Linked DNA regions of Mus musculus: regions 1, 2, 3, 4, 5 and 6 are each linked to region 7. A link is a contact called in public ChIA-PET, Hi-C, HiChIP or PLAC-seq, Micro-C and promoter capture Hi-C data. All regions are on one chromosome and are shown on one strand. The core of a region is the stretch at or near the end of the contact, and the rest is flanking DNA. Distances in the headings are between cores, read along the strand shown. Region 1 holds the start of Micos10 (mitochondrial contact site and cristae organizing system subunit 10). Region 2 holds the start of Cdc42 (cell division cycle 42). Region 3 holds the start of Tmco4 (transmembrane and coiled-coil domains 4). Region 4 holds the start of Hspg2 (perlecan (heparan sulfate proteoglycan 2)). Region 5 holds the start of Capzb (capping protein (actin filament) muscle Z-line, beta). Region 6 holds the start of Otud3 (OTU domain containing 3). Region 7 holds the start of Hp1bp3 (heterochromatin protein 1, binding protein 3).

Region 1 (2,700 bases), core at 146-2,645, 910 kb before region 7:
TGATTCTGCCAGCTGCAGATGGTTTCTGCGACTGTGTGACGTTTGGATCCTGGGGACTTTCCAAAGGGTCTATAAATGCTAGGGCCTCAAGGGGCAGGTTGTTGGTGGGTTGCTGCTGGTTAAGTAGTAAAGTGGGAAGAAACAATAAGAAACTAGCTATTCTGCTGGAGAAGATCAAGCTTGCTCCAAGGAACTCAATGCCCCTCATCAGCAGGAAACAGTCTAATGATAACGTCACCTGTTGCCCTATCCTTTCTTATCGCCTATCTAGTGTTAGGGGGTTGAGTGGGTGGAAGAAAAGAAGTATCTATAAAGTAACACTGGTTGCGCTTTAGGGCTGTTTAGGTCACTCGGCAAGTAATAGCACTGCCTCTAAGTCTGGTGATCTGCGTTCAGTCCCTGGCACCCACAGGGTGGAGGGGCACCCACTCCCACTAGCTGTCCTCTGACTCCCACATGTGCCATTATAGGGCATGCGCAGGCACCCACACACTCTGTATAAAATGCAGCAGGGTGGGGGGTTGTTTTTAAATCCATTTGAATGGAAGTCGTTCATGCTCAAATAAATACTCCCCGACTGTGGCCATGCAGACAACCCTAATTAAACTGTGGATGGAGTGGTGCACATCTTTGATCTCAGCCCTACAAGGCAGAGACAGGTAGATCTCTTAATTCAAGGCCAGCCTGCTCTACAGAGCCAGGTCCAGGACAGCCAGGGCTACACAGAGAATCCCTGTCTCTGAAAAACAAAACAAAACAAAACAGAGACAATCAGAGAAACAGAAAACAAAACCAAACCCTCATATAACATGCCGGGCAGTGGTGGCACATGCCTCTAATCCCAGCACTTGGGAGGCAGAAGCAGGGGTTTTCTGAGTTCAAGGCCAGTCTGGTCTACAGAGTGAGTTCCAGGACAGCCAGGGCTACACAGAGAGACCCTGCCTCAAAAAAAAAAAAAAACAAAAACAAAAACAAAGTATATAACATATATATATATATATATATACACACACACACACACACACATTATTTTATTTGTTATATGTTTTATTATATATAATATAGATATATAATATACGTATATTTTATATATATACATGTATACATATACATACACACATATATACACATACACACATGAGGAAGATGGGGTTCAGTAGGTATAAAATGGAGGATGAAAGAGGGCAACAGTAGAACGGGAGGAGGGCAATGGCCAAAATAATTATGTACAAATATGAAAAACCCAGGAAAGACAAGGCCTTCTGTACTCTGGATGTAGTCAGTCTTCGCTTCCCTTCCGCTATCTCCAAGGTCAGGGTCACCTCCGGCTCCCAGGCAACCTGTCACCTTGACGACCGAGCGAAGAAAAGCCGGAAGCCAGGGACGACGTATGTGATCCCGCGATATTTGGCGCGCCGGCTCCGGCCGGAAGCTTATGGTGGCGGCCGGCTCTCGCGAGACTTGCCATCAGTAGGAGCGCGGGGGCCGGCCGTGAAGAGTGCTGGAGTTGCCAGTGAGGAACATGTCGGAGTCCGAGCTGGGCAGAAAGTGGGACCGGTGCATGGCCGACACGGTCGTGAAGCTAGGTGAGCTCATCTGCCTCTGGTAGGCCCTGGGCTGGAGCCGAGCGGCCCGCGCGCGGACGGGAAGCCGCAGGGGTCAAGCCGCGGCCTGCTGCTGTCTGGACGGCGGGGCGCGCTGAGCTGCGGGGCGCTGACAGGTGACGACTGTCAAGCGGGGCGGCGAGGGCGACGAGGGCGACGAGGGCGGCGAGGACAACGGGCCGAAGGGCGCGGGAGTTTCCGAGGTGGCTGGAGGTGCAGGCCCGGGGAAGCAGCGGTGCTCCGGGAGTGGGAAGGCGTGCGGGACGCGCCGGGAAACTCTGTCACTCCATGCCCCATGTCCCCCGGGTTAGGCGAGCAGCCGGCCGGAGCGCAGACGGCTCCCCAGCCGGGAGCAAGCGGCCTTCGGAAGAAGGTCATAGAAGAAGGCGCTTAACCGCCTCCGTCGGGCCGCGCTGGCAATTGCGGTCGTGCCCGGCCTCATTGATCCGAACCCGCCTCGGGTCTGCAGTTGGAGCCGGGGGTTATTCTCCGGAAGAATGGCCGCAGTCAGATAGATCGCGGCCACCGCCGGCCCCCTCGGTAGTCCAGGTTGTCTCTTTGGACACGCGTCCTGTGACGACACACTTTGTGAGGTCACGGGGTCGGGGAAGGAGGCTCGGGGGGCGGGGGTGTCCCATATAATAGTGATGGTGATGCAGATGTTAGGCGCGCTGCTCGCCACGGTAGCTCGGAAATGACCTGTCTCGTCGTGAGTTGGAGCTCGGTGAAGGAGCTTGCCTGAAATCGCGTTGCTGATAATGTGGCATAGTTGAGAATCCCTCCCCCCCCAGGATTTCTTCCTTGGGGTTCTCAGGCTCTCTGCTGATCCTCGTCCACTCCATCTTTCTCTTGTTGATTGTCTGCAGCTATTGGTGTGTAGGCCAGAGATCGATGATGAGTGGCTTCCCTCCCTCAGTAGCTCTTTGCCCTATTTATTGAGACAGTGCCTCACTATGGAGACCTGGCTGGCCAGGAAAACTATGTCAGCCAAGTTAGCCCTGAACTCAGACACTCTCTGCTGGATTTAAAGGTGTGCACCACTACACAGGACTCTCACAGGAACTGGAGCGCATCAGTTTGCCTAAACTGGCTGCCC
Region 2 (2,700 bases), core at 121-2,620, 860 kb after region 7:
GTGTGAGGACTTGAGTTCGAATCCCTAGGGCCCACATAAAGCTGGATGCAGGAGCACACATCTGAGGTCTCAGAGTTCTGCCTCCTTAAGACACACCCTCCTGTTTTTTGAGAATGGATGTTTTGTATCCTAGGACACTCTGAATCTTCTATGCAACCAAGGGTCACCATAGATTTTTCTGCTTCCACCTCCCAAGTGCTGGGATTACAGCCATCCATCTCAGAGCTTGGATTATGAATGTGGTAGAGGCACTAACGTGGGGCTTCGTGCATTCTTGGCAAGCTCTCTACCGACTGGGCTACATCTCCAGCCCGCAAGAGAACATTACTGAGATAAGGTTCCTCTAATGTTGGGGAGCATCTGACAGAAGGCTAGGCTCTCTATTCTCCAGCAGCTAGTACACGGCCAGAGAAGGCAGCTATTCAACAGGCGCCGAGATGACAGGGAAGAGAAGGATTTGATAGGTCAGATCCAACCAAAGGGGCCAGGGGAGAGCACTCAGGGACAGTAAATGTAGGACTTTTTTGAGGGGGAAAGTCTTTAGTTCTAAACAAAACCGAGGGTGATACTCAACTCCCACTCCAAAAACAGACAGATAAAGCTGTGCACAGCAAGTCACTTCCTCTCTCAGAGAAGCAAAGAGGCAGGCTATGGAGGGGCACGCCTATAAGCTCAGCACTTCGGAGGTAGAGGCTTAGCAGTTTAAGATCAACCTCTGGTACCTAGTTAAGCATTCAAATCCAGGCTGCGCTAAACGAGATCACGTCTCAAGTTATTAAAAACAAAACAAAACAAAACAAACCCGGTAGCCTGGGTATGGTGATGCACACCTTTAATCCCAGCACCCAGGAAGCAGAGGCAAGGGATTCTCTGAGTTCCAGGCTAGCCTGGGCTCCACAGCAAGTTTCAATACAGCTAGGGCTACCCATGGAAAGAAACTCTTGTCAAAAAACAAAAAACAACAACAAAAAAGAGAGAGACAGCTCAGGCATGGTAGTACATTTCTTGAAATATCAGAACTCTGGAAGCAGAGGCAGTAGTATTGCTGTGTTCTGGGACAGCCTGGTCTACATAGCCATTCTGGGATAGCAAGGGCTACATAATGACACCCTGTCTCAATAAAATAAACAAAAATATAAAAGTAAAACATATTTACAACACTTTTCTTCACGAAGTTGCAAGACTCAAAATAAACTTTAGTTACAACACCGTGCACATCATTGTTCATAGTTTTATTACGGATAAAAAATACCGTTAAAAGGCGCAGAGAGCCAACCAGAGCATGCAAGGAACGCAGCCCGCGCGCGTGCGCGCCAAGGGGCGGAGCCCGAGCCGCCCTCAGCCCCTTCTCTCTCTTTGTCCCTCCCACTTCCGCGGGCACCCAACCATGCGTCCCCTGCGTGCTGACGTCAGGCGCGTGCCCCTGTCCGGCAGCCGAGGAGGCCCCGCGCAGTGCTGCCAACGCCCCGGCGGAGAAGCTGAGGTGAGTGCGGGGCCCGAGAAGCCTCCCTGCGGGAGCGTCTTCTGCGCCGCCCGGTCCCCTTCGCGTGTCCCCCCCCCCCCCGTCCTCTCTCGGTTCTCGAGGATGCTCGCGGGCAGGGGCATCCCGGTGCTTGCGGGCGGTGGGCCGCGAGGGAGGGCTTGCCGGGGTCGCGTGCGCCCGCCGGCCCGGGTTCTGAGGGAAGCGAGGCGGGGTCGCGGCGAGGCTTAGGGCTGGAATGGCGGCGCGGCGCGGCCGGGGATGGCGGCGGCCGAGGGCACAGCCCGGCCGAGCTGTCAGCGGCGGCGGCGGCGGCGGCGGCGGCGAGAGGACCGGGCACACCCATCCCACCCGCTCCCCTCCCCCTCCGGCCGCCCGCGGGCTCCGAGGCCCCGGGGCGCGGGGTGGGAGACGCCCGGTCCGGACCGGGGTCGGAGGCCGGGGGCTGTCTCTCCGTTGTGGGCCTCGACTTCCTGCTTCCCCGGCCCCGCCACGGACGCGTTGCGGCTGGCGGGGGAGGGGAGCGGAACTGCGGCCGCAGGGCCGGGCCGGGCCGGGGCCGAGGTGACGGACCGGGCGGCTCTGCGCCTGCGCCCCTCGGCGGTCTCCAGCCCCGCGCCGTGTCCTCTCCTGCCCCGCGGCTCCCGGGGCTCTCCTGCCGGGGCCGGCCTCTTTGCCATCCGGGACCTGCCTAAGCACCTCCCGAAACCCCGCCTGGCCACTTACTCAGTTCCTCGTTCCTAGCAGGAAATTTTCTTTGTCGGTTATTATTACTATTTTGTAAATTCCTCTTTCCACCCCTTTAACTCTGGGAGAAATTCAGTGTGGAAGATTACGTCATCGCAGCATAAGGGGTGAGAGTTTTAACTCCTACAAGTCAGGGCTATTCAAATTAAGACAGCATCTTGCGGCCTTTGTGGGTCAACCCAGCACATTGGTTCAGAGTAAGGTGGCAATTTTTTTTTGTTGTTGTTGAAATCCTGTTGCCTGTCTTCAGGCTGCCTGAGATGCACCTAAAATACCGAAGGTTCAAAATCTTAGGTTTAAGTTATTTTGGTCAGGGAATATACACTGTCTGCAGCCACTTGTGTAGGTATGATCTTTAAAGGACCCCTTGGCTATATACTCGGGTGAATTGCAGGAGCAATTCTTTGCCACACTAATTGTGACTTACTTGATGTAAAGAACCCAACTTCAGTGCATGGTTTGAAGAATGAGGT
Region 3 (2,700 bases), core at 72-2,571, 760 kb before region 7:
CCTTGAGGGCATCTTTTAAGTCCAGGGGAGTGGGAAACTGAGGCTGGAAGCAGCATCTTCGGTGATGCCCAGAGGTTCAGGCGGTTTGGTAGGGTTCTAACTAGGAGGATGGGGCCCTGGGTTCCTTCCTGACTTCTCAAACATACTGGGTAATTGGGGATTTTGGTGGCCTTGTCTTTCTGCCTAGCTGATTCACCCTGAGGAGTCTTCACTACTGTGTCTTCAGAGCCTACACGATGACACATAGTAGGTGCTCAATAAATATACCCCGTGAGTGGCGTCCTGGGAAGCCCTACAGGGGTGTGTTCCCTCCTACTTGAAGGCAGCAGTGGCCTCAGGATCAAACCTGCAGATTTAGCCAGCCCCAGCTTCTACTCTGGGTCACCCCTGGCAAGGACAAGGACATCATGGAGGCCAGTTTTGAACCTAACACTGGGTCAAACTCTGAAGTCAGCTCACCCTAGTTAACCTCTTTGCTCTGACTGCCTGGTCCTGGCCAAAATCATCCCATTGTTCCCAGACTCAGTTTTCCCGGATGTAAAAACCTGTAATGTGAAATGTCCCCTACTCTGTAAAAACCCGCAGCGGGGCGAGAAGCCACGCCCCCGTCACAGCAGGAAGGGGCCGGGCCTTTCCGGGACTCTAGGGCTTCCCAGGCCTCGGGGAACTGAGTCTGGAGACACAGAGGGTGGGAGTGGGTGCCTGGAGCTCCCAGTACGCAGGGGGCGTCCAGTGACCCTGCGTGACCTTGAGCAAGGTCCTTTCTTCCCTTCAAACCCAGCGACCGGTGCCCTGGGCTGTGCTGGCAGGCGGGGGCCGCTGGCATGCTCGTTGGCATCAGTTTCCCCTCCAGCTACTCAGGAGTCCCGAGAGCACTTCCGGGTTCGGAAGCGCAGTGGAGGCGGCGTGGGGACGATCGGGGCTCCCCGCGGGCTTACCTGGAGGCGGCAGCGACGGATGGGACGACGGCAGAACTTCTGGCAGCCCCGCAGCTCCCGCCCTGGCGCTCCCCGCCTGTTCTCTCCCTGGCCCAGCCGCCCCACACCGGCCCGGGCCGGTCCCGCCTGCGCAGCCCTAGGGCCCGGGCCTTCCGGGCTGGGCCGGGCGCACCGCCACCTAAGCCACCAAAGCCATCGCCCGGGTGCTGGCCTTGGGACGGGACCCGCACTTCTGTGTCTCCCGCTCCCCAGGAAGCGAGAGCGCGGGGCACAGGAGGGGTCTGCAGAGAGTGCTCACCAGGGGCTGGGCTGGCATGAGGGGAGTTCGAGCAGACACTTGAAGGGGAAGCTTCCAAATTTTGCCGCCACACTTGAAAAGAGCCTGTCCCAGAAGGTGCCTCCCCCTCCTGTGCACACTGCTCGGTGAAATTTGCAACACCCACGCCTTCTGATCGTTCTTTCACTTTCTCTAATGCTCGCCAGTCGTTGCACCCGTGGCTCTTCCGTCCCACGGGCCTCCGTTTTGGGGTTCCATTCCTGTTAGACTAGCCACCCACTCAGCTCTAGTCTTTGAACAAGTATTTGCTGAGCACCTACTACGTGCCAGCAAGGTTATGGATTAGCACACCAGGCCTTCGGGCCCATATTTTAATCGTAGTATTTAACACTGAAGTTGATTGTTTTCCTGTTTGCCAATTTATAATCTGGGTATCCCACACTAGAACTTAAAGACCCCAAGAATGGAAGGGGGGGTTGTCTCCCATGCCTCATCCTCCGCTCTCCTCATTTGGGAGCCGGCTCTTGGTTGCCCAGGCAACCTGTGAAATTTCATCACACCTAATCTACAGGTGAGGAAGTAGGTGGCCATCCTGGTCAGGGCTGGAATCTGAGTCACCATGACCTCTGACGTCGTTGCTCTTTCCCCTGGAGAAGATAGGCTGGAGTTGGAAATGGAAAAAGTTCTCGAGCGGACAGATGAGACGTGCGGCATTCCAGCAGGGAGCCTTATGACTCAGGATCCGACTGGAACGCTAGAGGGCCTCCATCACCTGATCTCTCTATCGGCCAATCAGGACCTAGAAGAGCTAGGAGGTTATTGTAGGTCAAAAAAGGACAGTTGTGGAGGGTTGAAGGATTCTAGCTGAGATTCTGGGCATCACTAAGTTGGGGAAATAACCATACCAAGGTGGCACGCTCCCCCCGCCCCCCGCAAATATCATGGAATTTTAAAAGATCCTATTGTTGTCTATGAGGAATGGAGGATTGGAGTGACCAGAGGCCACCGATTAAGAAGCGGTCCTGAGCTGAAGTAGCCAGCCTCAGCCTGAGCAACTAACTACCTTAGCCTTTCAGATGTGAGACAGCTGCCGTTTTTTTTTTTTTTTTAATTTCAGCATAAGTTGATTTTAGTAAGTTCTTGATATTAAAAAAAAATAAATGTAACTCTGAAAGTTAAAAAAAAACGGTCATTCTCTAATGGAAAACAGAATCACAATGGATAAAGAAAATCAATATGGAAAATAGTTTTAGAAAAGAAGACATACTCAAAACAAAGTGATCGCTTAGGTGGGGTTTGGGGACAGTAAAGACGCAGGGAGAACACTGCGAGTGACTCCTCTGCTTTTAGTCCATAGCCACATATCAATATTGATTTTTTAAAAAAATCTTGTCCAATGTATCAGTGTTAAGATTGGAAAGTAAGGCAAAGGTCACATGGATTTTTGCTGAGGACTCTGCACTATTTCTGAAACTCTCCTGTCCG
Region 4 (2,700 bases), core at 35-2,534, 750 kb after region 7:
GGGTCAAGCCTGGTGGGCGGTTAAGGAGTGACTCAAGAGGGCAGAGGTGATAGAGAGCCAGCCAGGCAAGGACAGAGAAGCAGTCACTGGGTAAACACTGGCCTAGTTGGAAAAGTCACCCTCTTGGCTCCAAGAACAGGGAACAGGGATAGAGACTGTCTAGGAGCACCTGGGCTCTGTGGCTCACCACAGCAGGGCCCAGAGGTACCCCACCCTCATCTTCCACCCTCTGCCTGCCGGGTCCATCAACTCCACCCTGTCCTCCGTGAGGTCACTCAGGTCCTCTGGGCCTCTCCTGCCAAGTGCCTTCCAGGTCTTAGGATTCCTGACTCAAGAGTTCCCTTCTCCTCCTTGTGGCCCCTTGTGAGCTCAGGGTAAGGGCAGAACTGAAGGAGCACACACAGCATCCCACTTGGGAGGTGGTGGAAGAATCCTGGGGACTCTCAGCTGCTCTTGGGCTGGCTTGTAGTAAGCGCTGCACCCAGCACTCATTCCATCCAGGCCCATTCTGCCCTGAGGCTTCCCATTCTGAGTTCCCTTTACCCACGTGGGACTACCTCCCAGAGGTTAACTAGCTCTCTGCAGGTCTCACGGAGGCTCAGTGCAACGCAGTGATTGATTTAGCTTATGGCTTAGAAAACTCCAGGGTCCATGGGGTGCTCCACACAAGGCTTAGTTTTGTTCCAAGTTTTAACTTTTGACTGCCTGATCATAATCTCCCCCCAGAGGATAGCATGGTAAAGTTCCAGCGACGACTGACAGGGTACCCATCACCATGAACTGCCCCTTCTGCCAAGTTGGCAGCAGAAAGGAATACCCTTGTCCTGCCAAGTTCCCACCCTGCTAGAAGTTTCTCCGTCAGCCCCCCCACACGCCAGAACTGCAGGCCGGGCCATGCCCAGAGGCGACTTTGAGCCTGAACAACGTGGCCGGCGACCCTCCGATTTCCACGCTTGCGGGGACGGCCCCTGACCTCCACGCTGGATCCCTGGGACGTCCCCTAGGAAAGCCCCACGCTGCAAGGGTGGCGCTGGCCAGTGCCAGCCCAGGGTCCTTCGCGGGCGCGGCCGTCCCGGGCCAGAGTCCCAGCCGAGCAGCCTCCGGTGGCCCCGCCAAGTTGGCGCGCGCCCCCCGCCCTCGGCCCTCGGTCACGCAAACTCACCGCTAGCAGCCGCGCGTGCAGCAGCAGCCCCAGCAGCAACGAGCCCACTGCCCGCTGCCCCATGGCCCGGCCTCGTTCGCTGGCTCGCTCGGCGCCTCCCGCAGCCACCAGCTCGCTGTCCTGCCGAGTCCTTCGGACTGCTCGCCTCTTTCCCACCCCCCACCCCCCCAACCAACTCCCGTCCCCGCCCTCCCGTGCACGCCCCGCCCCCGGGTCTCCGGCTCCGCCCCCGAGGCGCCAAGTTCAGGAGCCCTAGGCCCCACCTCCAAACATTTAGCCACACCCCACAAGACCAGGTTCCGCCCCCGAGGCAACGCGTCCTGACCATATAGACCACGCCCCTAACAAGACCTGGCCCCGCCCCCTCAGCGGCGGCCCCCGCCTCCTAGCCGCGAGCTAGGCTCTCTGGAGGAGCGGCGCGGCCGACTGTGCCTTTGTCTGGGCCCCAATCCCCCTCGATGTGGGATGAGGCCCAACCGGCTCCACGCCAGACGTGGCTTGGAGTGTGGGATAGGACTGAGACGCCACCTGGCAGGGCCTCGAGCCCTCCGCACACGCCGCTCCTTCACACCACGTGCTCCACACGGAGTGCACAGCAGTTTTCGAGAGAGGGGGATCTCACATGCACTCAGCTGCTCACATCCACTCCATGTACCTGTTTACCTTTTTGTTTACCTTTCTACAGACTCAAGCATCCCAACAAGCTATAAAGTGGCTTTTATTTATTGTGTTTGTTTTCTGTACCTCTGTGTGTGTGTGTGTGTGTGTGTGTGTGTGTGTGTGTGTGTGTGCGCGCGCGCGCGCGCGTGCGCCTACATACATGCCCCAGTGCACATGTGGAGCTCAGAGGTGTTTTGGAAAGTAATGGTCTCCTAGCATGTGGGTTCCGGGATCCAACTCAGGTAACAGAGCTTTGTGGCAAATATCTCTTCCCACTGAGTTCTCTCTCTAGTCTGGATCACACACCAATCACACACCCAGTTCCTCACACATTTTGTGCTAGGGCTTATGTGCTTTTTCACACACTCACCAGCCTATATGTTCTACATTTTTCCTCCACACATTCATCCCAGTGCGTGATACTGGACAAGATGGTGCTCCTACCCCTATGCCACAGACGATCTGAATCACTCATAGACCCACTCTGATTCACATACATCAGTCCCAGAGATGTATCACTTTGTATACCCAGGTTCAGACAAGGCTCTTCCAGAGCCTCAGTCTCAGGTGTTCTTGCCAAGTCACTGGCATTGAGGCAACCCTGCTGCATCCCAGGGGCAGACACACAAGCCTGGAGCTGGGGTGTGTCTTTACCACCTACCCAGGGTCCCCTTTTTTTGACTGAAAATTTCCAGGAAGCCCCAGGCTAATGGGTGGAGAGAAAAATAACTGAAGTATGTGTGTGCCTTTGAGGAAAACCCTTTGAGTGATGATAGAGGGAGAAAAAAATACAAACCCAAGTTTCCATTGTTTCCTGTGAGTTGCTAGGTTCCAGAAAACTCCTAGCAGACTTTGCAGCCAGGAGTTAGGTGGGCTGT
Region 5 (2,700 bases), core at 3-2,502, 980 kb before region 7:
GCTGCGCCTGCTAGGATGCATCGTGTCCAGGCCGTAGGTTGGGCTGCTGAGCTCCGTGTCCCCCTAGCCCCAGGGCTGCGGCCTCACAAGAGCAATTGTGAGTTCACCCCTGTCCAGTTGGCTTACCAACCCGTCAGCACTCTGCTCCCCACTCAGGCAGGGCACCCCTCAAGACGCGCTCTATTAGCCGCACTACCACTAGGCCCTCCCAAGGGAAATGCCCTGTTCTGCCTTCCGGGCATACAGATGCCGCCCTTCTCTCCCTCGCTCGCCTGCTCACTCACACCGAAGCGGCCTCCCCAGAAAGGGGCAAACCTAGGAAAGGCTCAGTACCCAGACCACCCCCACCCTGGCTGGGGCTCTCCCCCGCTCGCCAGAGGCTGCCCAGAAAGAGCCTCCTAGGAACAGGAGAGGGGACACCTGGGTCAGGAGCAGGACACGGAACAAGCAGGGTCTAGATGGGAGGGTGAGAGCAGCGAAGGGCTGACGCAGGCTAGGCTAAGTCGTGAGAAGTCGGGGGAAGGGGACGGCTAGGGCCGGGGACAGGGAGGTGCAGGGAGGGGGGGAACACAGCTGGAGTAGAGAGGCCACACTTGAGGACCGACCGCAGAGAGAAGATTCCATGACGGTGAAGGAAACAAACCTAGGCAGAGTTCACTGGAAAGGGCTTATCGGGGTGCAGACTGGGGCCATGGAGAGGAGAAGAGTTTGGGGGAAGGGGACCTAGACTGGACCACTGGAGCGAGAACCACGGTCCTAGCCTGGGCCCTGGGGCCGAGGCAGGAGCCCAAGTACAGCCCATGGGATGAAGGCCTGCGAGAGGGGTGCCCGGCCTGGCCCCTGAAGGAAGGAAGGTCTAGCCTGGGATAGGCGAGACTAGCCTGGACTTGCAGGGAGAAGAACTGGGCTCCACATGGAGCCCAGGGCGGGGTCATAGGCTATCAGGGCCTCCCGCCGCCCACTCCGGACCCGAAGAGTGGCGTCTGCCTAGGGTCCGGGACCCCGCCCCTCCCCCACCCCGGATCCCCACCCTTCCCGGGCCGGGCGGGTCGGCGAAGGAGTGGACGCGAGCTCCGGCGGTGAGAGGGGTCCCGGGATGGAGCCGTGAAGGGGTCCCTTTACCATGGTGGCGGCGGCGGCGACGGTCCCTGTCCCGGCGTCTGTGGCTCTCCCCCCCGCAGCAGGGCCCTGCGCTTCCACTTCCCCGGGTGCCCAAGAGTGAACATCCGGGTCAGCGCCCCCCTCCCCCCCCCACCCCCCCGCGCCGGGCAGCCACCACCTTCCTTCCCCGCCCCGGCCAGCCCGACCCGCCCCCCAGCCGCCAGCTCCCGACCAATGAGAGCGCGGGGCCGCAGCGATCGCCAAGTATGGAGCGCCGCGCGGGGGGCGGGGACGGGGGCAGGCCCTGTGGTCGAGTGGGCGTGTCCTGTCTCAGGAGGGGCGGGCCAGGCGCAACGCTCCTGCGCGGCCAGGGCTGTGGCGTTCCGGAGGGACTGGGTCTACTTGCGTCCCTCCTCTGACTGTCAGCCTCGCTTCTCGCAGCTGCAGGACGCGGGCTAGCTGAGGGTGGAGCGGTTCACTGGTTCCCCTGGGCGGAGGATGCGGAAGGCGCCGAAACTAGGAGGGGACCGGCCCTCCGCAACCCACCCGGACCCGGAACTGGTGCGCCGGACGAGGCCCGGCCCCTACAGAGCGAGCGGAACCTGCATGGGGAAGCCGGCTCTGCCGCCCCTGTTGCTGAACACCTGCTATCAGGACCAGGCGGGCAGCTTTTAGGTACCAAAAGATGACAAGTGAATAAGCCATAAGGATCCCTGCCTGCACTTCATAGCTACCAGAGTAGTTGTGGGAAAGACCCGGGTAAGAAGACTAGAACATTTGGGTTCAATAAATGCTGTTTCATATACTTTTTTACATTATGTACAGAGAATCAGCCCGTTTCCCTAAATGAGTATCTCTCTCGAATCATATAGTGACTCAGAAATCCCTCTTTGTTTTCAGGTCTGAAGATTGAACGTAGAGCCTCAGGCAGGCTAGGCTAAGCTCTTCCACTTAACTGCAGCCCCAACCAGAAATTTGCTGTTCAAAAGAGTGAATTTTGTTTTGTTATCTAGAACTCAGGAGCCCTAGAATTGCACGTTTTGTTTATAACAACCCCCTACACGGCTTGCTCACCCTCCGTTTAGAGTCATATCAGGTCCTGAGAAGAGATCAGAAAACATCTGAGGGGAAACTGTGCCCTAGGCCTCTGAGCTTATAGTCAAGTGAAAGCTTGCAGGGACAGCCACCAGCAAAGAAAGCGTCCAGGTAAGTCTCTCAAGAATGACATAGACCAATATTACAGGAGTTCAGAGAAGGGAGTGGCACTTAGAAGGTCATTACACCGGAAGTATTTATCATGTAGCTATTGGCCAAGCACTGTGTAGGAAGCAGGCTGGAGAAATTACAGCTTTGAGCAAAATAGCCCATGATGGCATATGGCTTGTGGGTAAGATTTCACCTCCAGGAATAGAGCCTCTTACAGCCTGGGTAAGTACCCCTGTCCTGAGTTAAGGCCCCTTCAAGCTTGAAACCTGGTCAGAGACCAGGTACCCTATCTAATAAAGTATTGGGGGTGAGATGTGGAAAAACAGTGGATAGAGCAGGTAGACAGACGAGCCCTGTGGTGGTATTTTGGAGGATGGTCCAAGGGGGCTTTAA
Region 6 (2,700 bases), core at 16-2,515, 700 kb before region 7:
AAATGGCCTATTTGGCTTCCTCAGTTGAGGAAGTGTCTCCATGAGATCTGGCTGTAGAGCTTTTCTTAATTAGTGATCAATGGGGGAGGGCCCAGCCCATTATGGGTGGTGCCATCCCTAAGCGTGTAGTCCTGGGTTCTATAAGAAAGCAGGCTGCGTGTTGTCAATTCCTTTAGGCTCTGCCCAACAGTTACCTAGCAACAGCTTGCGTTTCTCCCTGCCAGGTTTGAAGACCACTGTTAACCATAATCTCTCTCTCTCATATCCCTGACTGGACCCTACCTCTGTTTCTCTCTTCTCTTTCTGTCCTTCTCTGTCCCCCTCCTTTCTCTGCCTCTACTCCTTTTCCAGGTTCCCTTCCCTTCCCTCGATAAACTTCCTTTTGTTCTAGGCCTGTCGTATGGTGGTGAGTCCTCAGAGGAATGGGCCTGCTGAGGTTCTCCTGCCGCCACATTATACTGCCGTTTTATAAAACATAACACTGAGCAAGTCAGGGGAAGCAAGCCAGTAAGCAGCGCCCTCCATGGCCTCTGCATCAGCTCCTGCCTCGGGGGTTTTAGACCTGCTTGAGTTCCTGTCCTGATGGCCTCCAAGGATGGATGCTGATCTTGAAGTGTAAGCCAACTTGTAGCTCACTGATTGGCTAAACTGCCTGGCAGTGAGTGCAGTGGGCTGTCTCTTCCTCCTTAGGGATGGGATCACAGGGGCTCTCTGACAGGCCTACCCTTCTTAAAGTGGGTGATGGAGATCCGAACTCAGGTCGAACCTGGCATATGGAGCAAGCACTTATATGGACTGAGCTATTTCCCTAGCTACTGTAGGCTGAGTTTTTAAAGGGTCTGTGCACGCACGCAGGCGTTTGTAATTGATTGCGGATTAGCGCATTCTAGACAAACATATTCCCTTATCATCCTTTCCTTGTCCTGGAACTCACTCTGTAGACCAGGCTGGCCTCGAACTCAGAAATTCGCCTGCCTCTGCCTCCCAAGTGCTGGGATTAAAGGCGTGCGCCACCAGGCCCGGTCACCCTTTCCTTCTTTTCCGCATTTTTTTGCTCTTGCCTCTCTTCTGACATCCTCAGTCATCCTTGACCTGTCTGGTCCCACTGCGCCTCACTGAGCACTACCCACCACGAGGGGGCAGAAAATAACCAACAAAACAGGTGCTTCTCTAGTCTTCCTATCTTTCTCTATGGTGCCTGCTGGCCCCGCCCCGGGGGCGGAGCTACCACCACGTGACCTGGCTGCCAGGCGACCGCGCCGGCGCAGTGGCCGCGCCGCTGTCGCCAGGCGTCGTCCCCCTGCGCCGCTCCGCCCGGTGGCCGGCTGAGGCTGCGGCCCCGGGCTCTGCGGCTCCGGCTCCGGCTTCGGCTCCTTCCGCGGCGAAGCCGTGTGCCGCCGCAGCCATGTCCCGAAAGCAAGCGGCGAAGAGCCGGCCGGGCAGCGGCGGCCGCAGAGCCGAGGCGGAGCGTAAGCGGGACGAGCGGGCGGCGCGCCGGGCGCTGGCCAAGGAGCGGCGGAACCGGCCCGATCCTGGCGGCAGCGGCTGCGAAGAAGAGTTTGTGAGCTTCGCCAACCAACTGCAGGCCCTGGGGCTGAAGCTGCGGGAGGTGCCGGGGGACGGGTGAGGCGGGCCGGGAGTGCGGGAAGCGGCGCTGGGGATGCGCAGGGCCGGTCGCTGAGGGGGAAGCAAGGGTCAGGCTTGGTGGAACGCTGCGGCAGGGTCCCCCGAGGGTCCGAGCGGGTCTGAGAGGTGACCTCGAGGTGCAGCTGTCATGAAGCCGAATGGGAAAGGACCTAGGTCCCGCTCGGTGTCATGCTGGCCCTCCTGGGTGTCCTCGCCCACTTTTGCACTGGGGTATCGAGGGCGGAGAGCTAAAGGTAGCTTCCACAGAGCTTGCTTCCCACGTTTTGGGTTCCCCAAGTAAAAGGCATGAGAGTCCCGGGCCAGCTGTTTCTGGGAGCCGGATACAAGAGTAGCAGCTGGAAACAGAACGGAGGAAGGCGAGGGGAAGCAACTTAATGGAACGGGGACATGGGTCCAGGAACGTGGGGAGAGAGAAGGAAAAGAATAAAGAAACGGGGAGAGGAACGGGTTAGCAGGTCCGAGGGAGCCTGCCTGCTAGGTGTGTTGTTGCAAGAGGCACTGTTAGTGTGTTCTCCTCTAGGAATGGTCAGGTTGAGCCATGGAAGAATGGAATACAGCTAAGGAGTCTACAAAGGCAGATGTGGCAATGAGACTGGGGGATTTGCCTGGGCTATAGGGTGACAGGGTTTCAAAAAACAAAACCCAACAAAACCAAACCAATCTTTCCCTCTTGAGAAAGTCTCGCTATGTAGTCTTAGGGCTGGCCGGGAATCCCCTGTGTAGACCAGGTTGCCCTTAAACTCATAGCCATCTGCTGGGATTAAAGATGTGTGCCTCTGTCCCACTACATAAAGTATTTTCTTCATTTGATACACTACGCTGAATTTTATTGATCAAGACTCAATAAACTAACCCCATTTGTATCTCCTGCCTTCAGAGCTTCCGGCAAATTGGATAGGTATTTTGTTTAAGTTGCAATTAGAGTTAATTGTATTCAGCTACTGCTTCGAACAGTTCCTGGGTCATAGGAGGCATTCAGCACTTTGTTTTTCAGGGATTAAAAACTGTTAAGGGAGGCCACCTAGCTCCAGTAGAAGTACAAACTGCGGTAGA
Region 7 (2,700 bases), core at 161-2,660:
ACAAATCACTCTGAAACTGAAAGCTCGTGGCAGCCTTATATGGCCTATGCTGAAGATAAAATTGAAGATAAAATAAAAATTAAAAACTTCAAACGATTTCCTAATAGCTTCTAGGCCCTTCTGGCTAAGATCAAATGCAGAATGACTCTCTAGACACATTTCACGTCTAAGATGCTTGCGTATGAGGTCCAGGTCTAATAAGACTCGTTCTCCAAAGCAACGGGCAGTCGGAGAAGGGCAGTAAAGCAGCCTGGGGGAGAAGTCATGAGCACTTCTGGCTGTGAAGGAGGGTTTAGCTCAAGGGCGTTAAGGAAAACTGCCTGCTTAAGTCTGGATCGACTCGGGCCTAGGCTTAAGACGGCTGCCACTGACAATCCTGCGCCGGCCTGGGGAGCGCGGCGGAGGCCGGGGGAGGTGTAGGCTCGCGGGGGACACAGAAGCGCAAGGCCGTCGGGGTAGCGGCGGCGGCGACAGCAGCGAAGCGACAGCGCCCAGAGGCTGAGCATCGCCCGGAGGAGCAGCGAAGACAAAGGCGGGAGCGAGCGGCTGCGCGACAGAGAGCCGTGGCGGTGACAGCGCAGGGCTAGCGGGAGTGGGGAGTAAGATGGGCGCGGGACTGCTGAGGGCGGCGGCGGAGGTACCGCGCAGAGACCACGCCGCGCTCCTGGCTGCGGGGACCCGGCGGCGACCAGCGGCGACCGGCGTGGCCTCAGCTCTGCACACTCACCACTGGGGACTCCGTAATGGCGGCCACGGCGGCGGCGGGGGCGGAGAAGCCGGGAGGGCGGGCCCGCCGCAGCCACTCACTAGTGCCGGCATCTTTCGAACCGGGCTTGAAGACAAGTTGACAGTAGGCCGAGGGGAGGAGGGCGCGGCGGAAGTCGGGCCACAGGCCTCGGAGCATGCGCAAGCCCGCAGCCAATAGGGCTCCGCGGCGCACGCCGGAGCATGCGCACTGAGACAAGCACGGAGGGGGGGTGGGCCCGACCCGAGAAGAGCTGCCCCTCCTCCCCAAGTCCAAACAAAACAAGGGCGGGAGCGCGCGCCGCGGGGCCCGAGTGGCCCGCGCGCCAGGGGCAGGGGCCGGGTGGCGGGCGCGACGCGAGAGGGCGCAGCGGCCGCGGCGGACGGACAAAAGCCGCCGGCCTTCGGTGCCCGCGTCCCGCCTCTTGCGCCCGGGCAGCGGCGTCAGCGCCCAGGCCGGTGGCCCTCCGCTACTCACTCGCGCACGGAGCTCGCGCCCACTCCCTGCGCGCCGGGTCCGGGTCCATCCCGCGTTACCTCTGAGCTCCGGCGCCCGCGTTCCCGTACGGCCTCTCGGCGTTGCCGCGGACCACCGATCGCCGACTCGCGACACCGCTGTCCTCCAGGCCGGGCACCGAGCTCTGCCGCCCCGCCCCCCTGCCCGCGGCCTCACGCGCGCGCCCCCGCGCCGGCCCCGCCCCCGCGCGCGCCCGCCAAGTGGGTCCCCGGGCGGGCGCGCAGGGGCGCGACAGGGCGCTCGTGGGGGAGGTGGGGGGGAACGGCGGACGACGGGAGGCAGAGCGTGGCTGGGAGCGCTAGCTTCCTGGCTGCGTCCTGCGTGCTCGGCGCAGTCTCTGTCTCCGACCCCGAGTCCTTCGGGTTTGGGGTTCCAGCCTCCCTTTAGCCCTGGAAGACGGTGCTAGACAACAACAGCCACTTCCTGAGTCCACAGGGAATTGGCAGTGTAGTGAGCAAGGACTGGTCATACACGGCCTGGAAGATGCGTGAGCCGGGCTGCCCCCAGCTTCTTGATTTGCATGCACAGACAGCTTCCCCACCCCCAGCACCCAAAAGAAACCACGGAATTAGAAGGGAGTCGCCTTTTATTTGGCACTTTACGTTGAGATCTGCCTATTCATGTAATGTGCACACCACCGCCTTTGAAAATTGTAGTTCTTGGGGCTGAAGAAGTAGTTTAGTTGTTAGTATGTGTCTAGTCTGAAGAAAGCCCTGGGTGCCATCGCCAGCACCTAGAGCCCAGTGTGATGACGCAGACTCAATAGGTGGCATCAAGAGGATCGAAATTTCAAGGCCATTTTGGGTAGGTAACCAACCTGAGGCCAGCTTGGAATGCACGAGAGCCTGTGTAAAGAAGGAAAAGGAAATGAAGGATTGCAGGTGTAGTTCTTCAAAGCCACTTTGGAAAAATTCAATGTACCTCAAGTAGCCGGAGTCTTGTGGGTATCGGCCTGGTACATGCATGGCACCGCAACTGCAGGTCAATCAAAGCGCTTATTACGGAAACCAATTAGACACACTTTCAGTCCTCTCCACCTGCCAGAGTGGCTGAAACTCCAAGGGTTCTAAGAAGATTAAATAAATCACCCCACCAAAAATTCCTCCCTGGTGAGCGTCTGTACTAGTGACATCACCCATTCCCCTGAACACTGGGATCATGGGCAATCTCTTCAAAGGGATTTATGGGGAGGATCTGAGAGGATTTGGAGAGGAGGGGACCTGATCAAGTATGTCATATGAAAAAAAAATTAAATATTAAAAAGGGATTTTGGTCTTTTTGAAGAATTCTGTTTTAAAACCATCTTTTAATTTTTTATATGTGTGTGTACCTGTTTGTATGTGTTCCGGGTGTGTGCAGATGTCTAAGGATTGTCTGCACTCCTGGGAATTGAGTTAGTAGGTTGTAAGCTGTCTGATGTGGGTGCTGGGAACCAAACC

Evidence for each region. Promoter capture Hi-C pulls out the DNA fragments that hold promoters and counts their contacts. Hi-C and Micro-C count contacts between places; a contact is called where the count stands out from the background. ChIA-PET counts read pairs in DNA pulled down with a chosen protein or histone mark. HiChIP or PLAC-seq counts read pairs in DNA pulled down with a chosen protein or histone mark.
Region 1: a contact with region 7 is called in a promoter capture Hi-C map of liver, with 3 times the contacts expected there. The contact joins the promoter of Micos10 here to the promoter of Hp1bp3 in region 7. A contact is called at or near these places in 1 of 39 promoter capture datasets (liver) and 1 of 115 datasets of contacts at active chromatin or transcription factors (bone marrow-derived macrophages).
Region 2: an RNA polymerase II ChIA-PET map of memory CD8 T cells shows a contact between it and region 7, with 28 read pairs. The contact joins the promoter of Cdc42 here to the promoter of Hp1bp3 in region 7. A contact is called at or near these places in 2 of 39 promoter capture datasets (liver and pre-B cells), 1 of 484 Hi-C or Micro-C datasets (embryonic stem cells), 3 of 115 datasets of contacts at active chromatin or transcription factors (extraembryonic endoderm stem cells, memory CD8 T cells and pancreatic cancer cells) and 1 of 9 other capture datasets (adipose tissue).
Region 3: a contact with region 7 is called in an RNA polymerase II ChIA-PET map of memory CD8 T cells, with 16 read pairs. The contact joins the promoter of Tmco4 here to the promoter of Hp1bp3 in region 7. A contact is called at or near these places in 1 of 115 datasets of contacts at active chromatin or transcription factors (memory CD8 T cells) and 1 of 9 other capture datasets (adipose tissue).
Region 4: an HNF4G HiChIP or PLAC-seq map of pancreatic cancer cells shows a contact between it and region 7. The contact joins the promoter of Hspg2 here to the promoter of Hp1bp3 in region 7. A contact is called at or near these places in 1 of 39 promoter capture datasets (liver), 1 of 484 Hi-C or Micro-C datasets (embryonic stem cells) and 1 of 115 datasets of contacts at active chromatin or transcription factors (pancreatic cancer cells).
Region 5: a Micro-C map of embryonic stem cells shows a contact between it and region 7, with 8 times the contacts expected there. The contact joins the promoter of Capzb here to the promoter of Hp1bp3 in region 7. A contact is called at or near these places in 1 of 39 promoter capture datasets (pre-B cells), 1 of 484 Hi-C or Micro-C datasets (embryonic stem cells) and 1 of 115 datasets of contacts at active chromatin or transcription factors (bone marrow-derived macrophages).
Region 6: a Hi-C map of CD8 T cells shows a contact between it and region 7, with 6 times the contacts expected there. The contact joins the promoter of Otud3 here to the promoter of Hp1bp3 in region 7. A contact is called at or near these places in 1 of 484 Hi-C or Micro-C datasets (CD8 T cells) and 2 of 115 datasets of contacts at active chromatin or transcription factors (bone marrow-derived dendritic cells and memory CD8 T cells).

Annotation. Positions count from the first base shown.
Region 1 is chr4:139,129,808-139,132,507 of GRCm38.p6, reverse strand. It overlaps Micos10 (mitochondrial contact site and cristae organizing system subunit 10), which reads left to right and starts at 1,395. Exons shown (of 4, transcript NM_001163006.2): 1 at 1,395-1,586. The coding sequence starts at 1,523.
Region 2 is chr4:137,356,429-137,359,128 of GRCm38.p6, reverse strand. Cdc42 (cell division cycle 42) reads left to right here and starts at 1,370. Exons shown (of 6, transcript NM_009861.3): 1 at 1,370-1,483.
Region 3 is chr4:138,971,526-138,974,225 of GRCm38.p6, reverse strand. Tmco4 (transmembrane and coiled-coil domains 4) reads right to left here and starts at 1,321. Exons shown (of 17, transcript NM_029857.3): 1 at 939-1,321.
Region 4 is chr4:137,467,387-137,470,086 of GRCm38.p6, reverse strand. Hspg2 (perlecan (heparan sulfate proteoglycan 2)) reads right to left here and starts at 1,284. Exons shown (of 97, transcript NM_008305.3): 1 at 1,163-1,284. The coding sequence starts at 1,225.
Region 5 is chr4:139,191,451-139,194,150 of GRCm38.p6, reverse strand. It overlaps Capzb (capping protein (actin filament) muscle Z-line, beta), which reads right to left and starts at 1,252. Exons shown (of 9, transcript NM_009798.4): 1 at 1,123-1,252. The coding sequence starts at 1,125.
Region 6 is chr4:138,912,533-138,915,232 of GRCm38.p6, reverse strand. It overlaps Otud3 (OTU domain containing 3), which reads left to right and starts at 1,265. Exons shown (of 8, transcript NM_028453.2): 1 at 1,265-1,623. The coding sequence starts at 1,406.
Region 7 is chr4:138,215,322-138,218,021 of GRCm38.p6, reverse strand. It overlaps Hp1bp3 (heterochromatin protein 1, binding protein 3), which reads right to left and starts at 1,410. Exons shown (of 13, transcript NM_010470.3): 1 at 1,282-1,410.